Linked DNA regions of Ovis aries: region 2 is linked to region 1. The links are chromatin contacts, called in public Hi-C maps. All regions are on one chromosome and are shown on one strand. The core of a region is the stretch at or near the end of the contact, and the rest is flanking DNA. Distances in the headings are between cores, read along the strand shown. Region 1 holds the start of NDUFA5 (NADH:ubiquinone oxidoreductase subunit A5). Region 2 overlaps HYAL4 (hyaluronidase 4).

Evidence for each region. Hi-C and Micro-C count contacts between places; a contact is called where the count stands out from the background.
Region 2: a contact with region 1 is called in a Hi-C map of mixed tissues, with 3 times the contacts expected there. The contact joins the enhancer-like site here to the promoter of NDUFA5 in region 1. A contact is called at or near these places in 2 of 16 Hi-C or Micro-C datasets (blood and mixed tissues).

What each region holds. Positions count from the first base shown.
Region 1 is chr4:89,481,499-89,484,198 of ARS-UI_Ramb_v3.0, reverse strand. NDUFA5 (NADH:ubiquinone oxidoreductase subunit A5) reads left to right here and starts at 1,302. Exons shown (of 4, transcript XM_027968770.3): 1 at 1,302-1,331; 2 at 1,637-1,681. The coding sequence starts at 1,311.
Region 2 is chr4:89,785,109-89,787,808 of ARS-UI_Ramb_v3.0, reverse strand. The region is part of intron 2 of HYAL4 (hyaluronidase 4); the gene reads right to left. Among named protein-coding and RNA genes, the nearest start is that of HYAL4, 18 kb to the right of the region's middle. Within about 2 kb of position 1,253, at least 6 of the 54 cell types and tissues checked have an H3K27ac peak or open chromatin away from gene starts, as enhancers often do.

The DNA of each region.
Region 1 (2,700 bases), core at 53-2,552:
TGTGATGATTTGCAATTTTAAATCTCAAAGCCAGGACAGGACACACTGGGAAGGTAACAGTGCGCAAATATTTGAAAGAGGTGAGAGAATGAACCAGGCACCCATCTGGTGGAAGAGTTTCCCAAGAAAAGGGTTAGAAGAGCAGCTATCTGGGTAGGGAGAGGGGAATAGGAGGTTAGGTCTGAGGGGAGAAGGGCAGAGGGAGCAACAGTGCTGGACAATGGAGGCAGATGCAAGGAATTTGGTTTCTACACTTTGAGTGAAAAATCACAGAAGAGCAAAATACTTTCTAAAAGGATTAGTCTAGCTACTGGGTTGAGAATAATAACAGCAAAATAAAAACACAGTCACCTGTGTGTTGCTATGTTCCATGCATTGAGCCAGGCCCTTTATATATTTACAAACTCATTTGATATATAATCTCCCTCTGACGAGAGAGAGAGGCAAGAACTGAAGCAGGAAGACTTGTTGTGGTTATTAGTTCTTTTCTTGCTGTTTGAAGAAAATTCCTTATATATTCTAGGCACCACTTATCTTTTGGTGATTGTATGTGGTTGCAAATATCTTCTCCCATTCTGTGGGCTGTTTTATTATTGATGCTTAAGCTATATGCAGGAGAGGAAGGGGACGACAGAGGATGAGATGGCTGGATGGCATCACTGACTCAATGGACGTGAATCTGAGTGAACTCCGGGAGTTGGTGATGGACAGGAAGGCCTGGCGGACACGACTGAGTGACTGAACTGAACTGAACTGAAGCTATATTTAGTCTCAATTTTTTGTGCTCTTCTCTCATTGACTTTTTAAGCAAATTCCCCTTTTAACAACAGTAGCCCTACAATTTTTAGTCATTTCCTCTTACCTGCTACCACTGCACTTGGCACAAACCTCTTTTGGAACACTTAGCCCATTACTTATTAAAGCATGTTTTGGTCATTGTTCTGTGAATTCCGGGATGTGAGATCCTGTTGTACAAAATCTGTCCCAGAAACTAACACACAATGGGTGTTCAATAGATCTTTGTAAAGGTACAGGAACTGAGACGAGAGACATCTAAGAGAACTCTTTCCCTGATTGTGCTTGATTGAGAGACTGGTGCACTCCTTACTCAGGCATCAATTTTCCTCATAGGAGTGGGCGGTGCAGCGCCTTTTGCTCCCCGGCAGAGCCTCAGGGGGCGGGGCCAAGCTGTTTCCAAGGTGACGGAGCGGCGGCCTCGGCGGTGGATGGAGCGGCGGCCTCGGCGGTGGATTGAGCGGGTCTGAGAGAGGTTCCCAGAGGGCTGCGCGTCCCGGCTTCTCGGCGCCGTCATGGCGGGCTTGCTGAAGAAGGTGAGACGGGTGGAGGTCACTGCTGGAGTTTAGACTGGGGGAATGGAGTCAGTCCGCGGGTGGTGGCCTGAACTGGTGCGGGCTAGCGATACTTCTTGGAGACTCATTTTGCTGTGCCCCTATGGGTGACCAGTTTAGCGGCCTCGATTGAAGAGGCAGGAAAAAACTCCGAACCAGAGGTTCTGAGACACCGGTAGCTGGTTTTAGGCCAGTTTTAGCCAAGACAGTGATGGTTTTGCTTTTCTTAGCGTGGGAACCCTCAGAATTGTAGTTAACAGCATGACTCTTGTTTGGTTTTTGAATAGACCACTGGCCTGGTGGGATTGGCTGTTTGTGAAACTCCACATGAGGTATGTACCTCTTTCCTTCCTTCTTGAGTTTCCAAGGAAGCCTAGAGCCCTTCTTTATTGAGTGGTTAACGGAATACGGAGAAGGCAATGTCACCCCACTCCAGTACTCTTGCCTGGAAAATCCCATGGACGGAGGAGCCTGGCGGGCTGCAGTCCATGGGGTCGCTGAGAGTCAGGCACGACTGAGCGACTTCACTTTCCCTTTTCACTTTCATTCATTGGAGAAGGAAAGGCAACCCACTCCAGTATTCTTGCCTGGAGAATACCAGGGACGGGGGAGCCTGGTGGGCTGCCATCTATGGGGTCGCACAGAGTCGGACACGACTGAAGCGACTTAGCAGCAGTAGCAGCAGCAACGGAATACGATGTTTCCGGCTCCGGATTTCAAGTCGGCGTGAACTCTTAAGACAATAGCGGTATTTAGTGCTTCGTTGATTTGGTGCCACTTTTTATTGTTTTTGTTGCCATGATCTCTTTCTCAAATCACTTTTCTTGTTGACTTTTTCCGTGGCATTCTCGTGTTGTCACTTGTACTTTTGTGTGTGTTCTCCCGAGTCTAAATCGCCATTTTTCCACCTTTCTCCTCTGCCTCACTTAAATGCCCTAGATTCTATACACTTTCGATTACCTAAGATAGCACTCTAGGCGGAGAAGGCAATGGCACCCCAGTCCAGTACTGTTGCCTGGAAAATCCCATGGATGGAGGAGCCTGGTAGGCTGCAGTCCAAGGGGTCGCTAAGAGTTAGACACGACTGAGCGACTTCACTTTCACTTTCATGCATTGGAGAAGGAAATGGCAACCCACTCCAGTGTTCTTGCCTGGAGAATCCCAAGGACGGGGGAGCCTGGTGGGCTGCCGTCTATGGGGTCGCACAGAGTTGGACACGACTGAAGCAACTTAGCAGCAGCAGCAGCACTAGCACTCTAGGAATTGCACCCTTTTGTCATCAGTTTTCTCTTCTAGTGGGACTTTCCTGCTAATATTGTCATGCTTCCATAAAAAAAACCCAAAAAATAAA
Region 2 (2,700 bases), core at 4-2,503, 300 kb before region 1:
ATGGTGTTTTATCTTAGACATTTTATATTCATATCACCCGCACTTTTATAGTCCACTAAATGAAAGATTTTACAATCTCAGGTTTTTTTTAAAAAAATTTTTTTCTGGGCAATTTTCTGGTAATTTTGGTTTAATTTGTTTTCAGGTTCACATCTCTTTCCATTTCCCAGGACCACAATGTCTGCTGAACAGATCAGAGATGACATGACAGGAAGGGGAGGAGTTTTTGTGAGGTTCAAATGAGATAGTGTAAGTGAAATGGTTTTGAGAATTATCTATGATATGAGAAATACTGGAAAGAGGAGAAGTAAGTGATGCAGAGCTCAGAATGAGGACTCTGCTGGGTCCAGGTCCATTGCCTCTTTTAACAAAGACCTAAAGGAGCAGAGCTTCTCCCTCCACTCACATTGAAACTTTCCTGAATGTAGAGATGTCATAGTCACACGACATGATCAGAGGGGCAGAATCCCCAACAGTCTCCCATGATTTCCTGTTATGTGTATGTTACACCTTAGCTCTCTCACAGTCCTTAGATGTTCTGTTCTGTTGTGTTTTTTTTTTTTTTTCCTGTCTTTGCTCTCTCTGCTTTTTCGGTTTTGGAGGCTTCTACTGAGATATCTCCAAGGCCAGAGATTCTTTCTTCAGCTGCGTCTAGTCTAATAATAAAGCCGTCAAAGATATCCTTCCTTTTTGTTACAGTGTTTTTGATTGCTAGCATTTCTTTCTGCTTCTTTCTTGCAACTTCCATCTCTCTTATGTAGCTTATGTTGTCTGTTTTTGCATTTGTTCTGCTTCATCCATTAGAGCCCTTAGCATATTAATCATAATTGTTTTAAATTTCTGGTCTGATAATTCCAACATCCTTGCTGTATCTGAGTCAAGCTCTGGTGTTTGCTTTGTCTCTGCAAGTTGTGTTTTTGCCTTTTACTATGTCTTGTAATTGTTTCCTTGATAGCTAGATATGATTTGATTTTTCTCCATAAGTAAATAGCTCGTACTAGGTAAAAGTGAAAGTGTTAATCACTCAGTTGTCTGATTCTTTGGGACACCATGGACTGTAGCCCGCCAGGCTCCTCTGTCCATGGGGGTTCTCTAGGCAAGAATAATGGAGTGGGTTACCATTTCGTTCTCCAGGGGATCTTCTCAACCCAGGGATCAAATCCAGGTTTCCTGATTGTAGGTGGATTCTTTACCCTCTGAGTCAAGAGTAGCTGCTATAAATAGACCTTTAGTAATATGCCAGTAAGGTGTGGGCGTAATGAAAGACTTTACAGTCCTATGATTAGATCTCAGTCTTAGTGAGGTTTTGCCTCTGGACTGTGAACTTCACAACTGCTTCTCAGTTTTTGCTGCCACTCCCTGTTAGGTAGAACAGGCTGGCTAGATGGGGCTAGAGATGGGTATGTTCCTTCTTCCAAGTGGAAATCTAAAACCAGGTGGAGTTGGTTTCCTTTTCTGCAGACCAGTTAGGTTCTGGTAAAACCTCAGCAATTTGGCTGTGGTTAAACAGTTTCTCCTGGGGCTGGACCTTGTGCAGAAGAACAGAATGCTCTGGAATACTCAAAATGGTTCCTTTTCTTTTTCACCTATTAGATGCATGAGGGGAGGGTTTCTCCAATATTCACTAGAAGGACCTAGTGAGCTCCTGCAGGGGAAAGTGTGCTCCCCCAGCCCGCATGACTGGGTGCCCCTGGAGTTTTTAATCTCTCAGTCTTGTTGTTGCTGAGCCACCAGCAGTTTCCTAATTACAGTTCAGCTTTCTGTGCTCTGTCAGTGGTTCCCACAGAGGTTTCTGCCCAAGGACTTCTGATCTGGTAAGCTGGGTTTCTCTGTATTCACCTGTCTGTCTCTCCAAATTTGAAGGCAGCAATTTTCCCTGTGTGTCCACACTTCTCTTATTATTCTATGAAGAGTTGGATTTTTTTTCAGTTTGTTTAGCCTTTTATTTCTTAGGGCCAAGTGGCAACTTTCAAGCTTCTTGCATGCTAAACTGGAAACAAGAAATTGTCCATGAATTCCTTTAGTTTAAGGCTTTGTCATCAGAGGGAGGGGTAGATACAAAATTTACAATTCTTCTTTATCTGTTGTTGATCCATATGCAGTAACTAGGGAAACTACAGATGTTTATGGTGAAAGCTACCCATTCTGAGGCTGATATCAGGAGGCAATGTTGGTTTCTTTCCAATGTGTCATTGACAGTCATTATCAAAGAGAGTTTATTGGGAATGATTCAAAATGGCAAGTCTTCTAGCATGTTAACTGGAGGTAAGGAGTCACTAGTAGATATTTAGGCCAAATCCTCTCAGTGACCAAATTAGCTCACTGTCACCGAGTGGAGAGCAGGGTGCTGAATAATCACAGAACAGCTATGTTTAGGGGACCAGAAAAGCAAGGACACTACTCAGTGCTTGAAGTCACAAGTAAGATGCCTCTAGGAGTAAGTTGGGACCGCCTGAGAGCTGGGCCACGTGAGTGATGCCACACGAAAGGAAAAGTAAATGAACAGCAGCATAATAGCAACGCATCTTTCAGGTCCCAGCATGTTGCAGGGCTGCCGTGCCCTACCCACGATTCTCTGCTCAATCAAGGTTTTGGAAGGAAAAAGCAGGGGCACACAGAGGATTTATTCTTTACACTTGGGTTTTAGTCGCTCAAGTTTTACCACAGTGCATGTAAGTAAGGAGCCCAGTGTGGGGAGCT